Regions from separate parts of the Sus scrofa genome. Here region 2 is linked to region 1. Evidence: chromatin contacts called from public Hi-C data. All regions are on one chromosome and are shown on one strand. Each heading gives the region's core, a stretch centred on a gene start, on an enhancer-like site or on the middle of the called end of the contact. The rest is flanking DNA. Distances are from core to core; before and after follow the strand shown.

Evidence for each region. Hi-C and Micro-C count contacts between places; a contact is called where the count stands out from the background.
Region 2: a Hi-C map of embryonic fibroblasts shows a contact between it and region 1, with 4 times the contacts expected there. The contact joins the promoter of MRPL46 here to the promoter of AEN in region 1. A contact is called at or near these places in 1 of 5 promoter capture datasets (liver), 8 of 47 Hi-C or Micro-C datasets (brain, embryonic fibroblasts, fibroblasts and 3 more) and 1 of 2 datasets of contacts at active chromatin or transcription factors (alveolar macrophages).

The regions. Positions count from the first base shown.
Region 1 is chr1:191,210,485-191,213,357 of Sscrofa11.1, forward strand. AEN (apoptosis-enhancing nuclease) reads right to left here and starts at 1,400. Exons shown (of 4, transcript XM_003121858.4): 1 at 1,283-1,400.
Region 2 is chr1:191,320,638-191,323,510 of Sscrofa11.1, forward strand. MRPL46 (39S ribosomal protein L46, mitochondrial) reads left to right here and starts at 1,353. Exons shown (of 4, transcript XM_003121860.4): 1 at 1,353-1,613. The coding sequence starts at 1,386. It overlaps MRPS11 (mitochondrial ribosomal protein S11), which reads right to left and starts at 1,273. Exons shown (of 6, transcript NM_001244528.1): 1 at 937-1,273; 2 at 687-809. The coding sequence starts at 1,001.

The DNA.
Region 1 (2,873 bases), core at 150-2,649:
GACAAGTCACAGGGATCGACAAGTCACAGATGAAGGCTGCCCAATACAGAACCTCAATTTGCCTCAGCCCAGCAATGTGGAGAAGACCCACTAGCAACTAACCCTGTAGGGGAGGAGGGCCCTTCCACTTGGAGGGCAGGCTAAGGGCCCTGCAGGTCGGGAGCAGGTGGCCTCCCTGACCCTGCTGGCGACGTTTCAAAGAAGCCAGAAATAAGGATCCTGAGAAAAAAGGACTCCATGGCCTTGTATTTCAAGAGATGAAAGCAGTCCTGTTCTACATGCCCTGGCCTAGCTGACATGTCAAAATCAACAATTAATCATCACCCCAGGCCTTTCTTACCCTGGGCCTCAGGGGAGGTTCGGGGGCCTGAGGAAAAGTTTCCTTCAAATCACAAGTGTTTTTTTCAGTGAGGGCAGAGCTCTCTTCTGCCCTGAACCAGGGCTTTGTGTCAGCAGCCAAAAGGCCTTTGGGCAAAGGCCCCAAAGGAATTGTTAAGTCAGAATGGCCAGTGGCCTAGGGGCCCCCAACCTGCTGGTTGATCAGGAAGGCAGGCAGTTCTAGTCCCAGTTAGGTCTGGCACTAACGAGCTATATGAACTGGACCAAGTCAGTCTCTTAACATAAAACGAGGCTTTATCAAACCGGGTATTGGACTCGGTTGGGGACTTTCCCAAAGCACTTCATTACCAGAAACGAGACGTCTTTTTACCAGGCTGATTTCCAGGCCTACCCGCGGGCCCTCTTAACTGTCATTTTGGGAAGCGGGGCCCGGGAATCTGTATTTTAAAGCGCACGGGCCCCACCCCCTCGCCGCGATACTAACACTCGCCCAAATTTGAGAAAAGCTGACTTGGTAAGATCTCCTGTGCTACCAAAAAGTACATGAGACAAGAGAAGTCCGAGGAGAGCCCCGCACGACCTCCCCCCAGCGGCCCGCGATCTCCGAGAAGTGACCCGTGGGAGGCCCGGCCTCACCCACGGAAGGACTGTGGCGCTGGTCACTCCTTGGTCGCGGCGGCCAGGCCGACTCCCACCAGACTGAACCCTTCACCCAGCGCCGCCCCCTCAGACCCAAGACCCCCGAGTAGGGCGGGAGGAGGGCCAGACGGCGCCCAGGCCCGGCCTGCTTCCTGGGAGCCCTGGGAGCAGGGTCGGCCCGACCAGACGTCCCAGGCCGCGGGCGGGGAGCGGACGCACAGCGCGGGGTCCCGCCTCAGAGGAAAAGGCGCGCCAGCCTACCCGACCCCGCGATCCCCAGCAGAGTACCCCACCCCCAGATCACCTGAAGCCCCGCGAGTCTCCCCACGCCCGCACGTGGCGTCCACGCAGCCGGCAGCTCCCACATGCCCAGACAAGCCCTGCTCCGGCCGCCCGCCTATTGGTTCGCTCAACTGCAGTGCCCGCCTATGACCTCTTCTAATTGGCCGGGAGCTTCGCTTGCTGAAGGTTGGGCCTTGGGCTCATAGGGGCGGGGACTCCTAAAGGGGCGCGGTTTGTGCCCCAGACTGGCACAGCCCCGAGGGGAATTTTAACCAGAGAAGGCATCGTCGCCAGTGTCCATCCCCATCTGTGATTCTAGGCCCAATCTTTTCTGTTCCTTGGGTCGGGATATGGGCTGCTACGAGCTCCGTGCCACTAAAGGCAGAATGACTTCCAGAGTACACACCCACATTTGCAGAATGGCAATATAAAATCCCCTTCCTCCTCAGGTATCCAAGGGATTCGGTGAAATATTATACACGATGGGCACTGAAGAAAGATGTTTAAAAGTTAAGTTTGGTCCTTCAGCGCTTATTTTTTCATTTACCCTTCTGCAATACTTACAAGTAATAAGTTCCTACTATAGGCTCGGCATTGGGATACACAGAATAAGGGCAATCACTGGGGGTGCTAGTTGCTCAATGTCTGTATCAGTAACGGAGGTCAACAAGTAGCTTGGTGCAACGTAAGCGATAAGAAGAGCATCAATAAGCAGTTCAGGAGTTCCCCTCGTGGCTCAGAGGAAACGAAGCCGACTAGTATCCATGAGGATGCGGGTTGGATCCCTGACTTCTCTCAGAGGGTTGAGCATCCGGCATTGCTGTGACTGTAGTGTAGGCTGGCAGCTACAGCTCCCATTCAACCCCTAGCCTGGGAACTTCCATATGCTGTAGGTGAGGCCATAAAAAGAAAAAAAAAAAAAAAAAAGACATTGCCAGAATAAACCTCCTTCCATTTTTATCTACTTTTTATGTGAACAATGTGTATCAGTGCTTATACCCATAAAAACAAAACAGGAGACTCAACTCTTTCTCATTCTTGCAAAAAAAAAAAAAGATTCTTCCCTGGATACATAAACGTCATGGAAAAATAACTGACTCAATCTATCTTTTATTTCTAATAAAAATTTACTTTTATGTGTAAAGATTATTGCTCATATAATAAAATGCTGTATATTTATCATTTGCTCACTTGTAATGCAAACAATTGCAACAAGATCTCAATCCAGAAGGAAAAAAAGTAACTCTTAGAACCTTAGGGGTGACAGAATGTTTCTCCAGAGTTAACAAGTTCAAATTTATATAGTTAATGTTGTGACAGTATAGTCAGGTTCTCCAGAAAATATTGCCAAGCATGAAAATAGATTATGCTAGGATAAAACTCTGTGGCAGAAGTTGAATGGAAATATAAGTTCCAGAAGAAAAAAAGAATGTTGCATGTAATGTAAACAAAAAAATCCAGATTTAGTAAAGGAGAGACTTTATTTGAAAGGATTGGAGGGGGGGATTTACTGCAATAGTGAAAATGTTCTGCTTGCTCCCAAAGGTTAGGCAAAAAAGATTTTCTTTTATAGGGAGGAGTAAATGGGGCTAGAAAGAACAGGATTTGGAAGC
Region 2 (2,873 bases), core at 103-2,602, 110 kb after region 1:
TCACATACGTGAATACACTACATTCTTTCATGCTGCATGTCTTACACAGGCTGTTAGCTTTGCCTAAAATGACCTTTTATCTCTTCCAGTTGAACTCCCATTCAATTCAGTTCTTAGCTTCACAGTATCTTCCTAGCACTCTTGCCTGATTCCCTTAGGAGTCAGAACTCGTTCTTTCATACTTCAAAGCAACCACTTCTTACCTCCAGTATACCACTGATCAGATCCTGGTGAAAACGTTTGCAAGTCTTATCTTCCCTGGTAAACTGTGATCTACTTGTGGGGAGAAATGATTGTCTGCATTTGTATCCCCAGCACCCAGCACAGTGCCCGGCACCAAGCAGGTTCTTAGTAAATGTTTGCTAAGTGCATGTGAAGTACAACTAGCACACAGAGGCAGTGGCACTGGTGGAAAGCAGGATGCCAGTTGCTGGGGCTGAGCACAAAAAGCACCCTGGATCTTACATCAACTCTAAAAAGCGCACAATAACCTATAACCTAGTGCAGCCACTTCTCACAACCTCCCTAGGCATTATTTCCACCTTTAGACGAAAAAGGTGAGGTTCGGAGATAAATCTGCAAAAGGTCCCACAGCTGGCAAGCGTCAAAGAATTGGGAAGTCGCCGGTTCTCTGACTCTGGAGGGTAGTGTCAGTCTCCCGAGGGCTGGACACAAGTGGCCCTCACCTGAAGCTGCTGTGGCTCGGAGTCCGAGCCTCCTCCTTGTCCTCAATGTCCAGCTTGGCCGCCGCGTCTTGCAAATGAGGGGCGCTCCTGTGGATGGTGGAGGCCGGCAGTCCAGCCACGATCCTGAGGAGAAGTAAAGCTCGGTGAGATACAGGCCGAACTGCCACTGGAGACCAGGTGGCCCTGGGGACACCGGCAGCAGCACACTCCTGAGGGTGACCGTGGGCTGGGAGAAAGTAATCGTCCTTACCTGGTCTTCGGTGGCCATGCCCATGACTGCAAGAGCCGAGAACCCGCGTTTCTTACAACCTGCATGACTTGAGTTGATCCCCGTCAGCTTCCGTCCACGGCGACCAGCACCACGGTGGCGCCGGAGCGGCGGCAGCACCACGGACGCTTGTGGGGGAAGGTGCAGAGGAAAAGTTACCTGACCTCTCCTCTTGAGGAATATTAAAGATTTCTATTCTCATTTAAATGCTCTATAGTAACTATCGTTGCAAGAGCCAACTGGGAAGCACTCCTCCTTTTCCTAATTTTCTAACAAGAGTTCTTTGCCCACCCCTTCATATTGGAATGGTTCGTTCTAGTAGGTTCGGGACCGACCTCTGCCCGTCCTGTCGCTCCCGCGATGCCTTGTGGGAATATGGGATTGGCCCAGGACCCGCTGTCAGGCGCAGTGCGTTGTGGGAAGGTTGAAAGATGGCGGCGCCCGTGAGACGGACTATGTTAAGAGTGGTGAGGGGCTGGCGACGGTTTGAGGGTCCTTGGGCCCATAGTCTGGGTTCTCGCAACCTGGCCCTTGCGGTCGCACCTTCGAGCAGTAGCTCTCCATGGCGCCTGTTGGGCGCGTTGTGCCTGCAGAGGCCACCGCTGGTCACAAAGCCGCTGACCCCATTGCAGGAAGAGATGGCGGATCTGCTACAGCAGGTGGGATTGAAATGTGGGTCCTGGCTTCAGGGTGAAGTTGGGGAAGCAATAGAGGCACGCTAGCCAGGTTCCAGTTATGATTATGGTACCAAGTTAGTTTGTGTGACTTTGGGCAAGTCACTTTTTTGAAGTTCAGTATACTTACCTGCAAGTAGTACCTACCTTACTAACTTGGTGTAGTACGTAGTAGGTTTCTCTAAAAGGTAGTTCGTTTTCATTGATCTTCTCTATAGTCATCTTAGGCAACTCTTTGGAAATGTTCTCTTTCAACACACAGGGATGCCATGGTGAATAAGATGGGTTCGGTCTCCATCATAGGTAGTTGACAGTTTGGAGAAGAAAAACTCTTTGTGATGTGACGAGTGTTAGGAAAAGGCAAAAGGCTCATATATAACATAGCTTTGATAAAGTCTACTTGTGTGAGGGGCAAGTGAAGAAACATGGGCAAAAACGGAGAAGTGGCTATGAGGGTCTTAAATCCCTATAAATAATTATTAAAGGAAACTATGTTTACCCATAACCTGAGATGTTTTTGTTTTGGCTATCAAGAGGTATAAACTACACTTCTGTGCTTTTTACTTGGTCTGTTTATTTATTCTGCAGATATTTTGTTAATCACTTCACAGATAATCATTTAGCACCTGCTTTTTACAGATTTTGTGTTAAGTGCTAGGGATGCAGTGGTGAATAAGACAGACATGGCTCTGGTTTTCAGAGTGCTTCAGTCTGGGGGGGGATAATCAATAATAAAATAATCACATGACTATGGAACTGCAGGATCTGTTAAGTGTTGTAAAGGAAAACACAGGGTATTGTAAGACTGTTAAACAGGGACCTTTAATTTGATTTTAATGGGAGGTGTCATCTTTCTTAAGAAAGTGATATTTAAATTGAGATCTGATGGGTGAGTAGGAATCTCCCAGGAAAGCATGAGGGAAAATATTCTAGGGAGCAAGAATCGCATCAGCAAATTCCCTATGGCAGAAATGTCCTTGGTGAGTGAGATTCTTACCAAAAAATGGCATGACTGGAGGGTGTTAAGTGGGCAGGCAATGCTTTTATTAGGCAAATTTTCTTTATGGCAGTCTTGACCTCCAATCACATTCTAACATTTTGGCAAATATAACTCAACCCCAAAGTGCTGGCGACCTTTTTTCTTTTTCTCTTTTCTCTGTAGTGTTGTTTTTTGTTTGTTTTTATTTTTTGCTTTTTAGGGCCGCACCTGTGACACATGGAGGTTCCCAGGCTAGGGGTTGAATT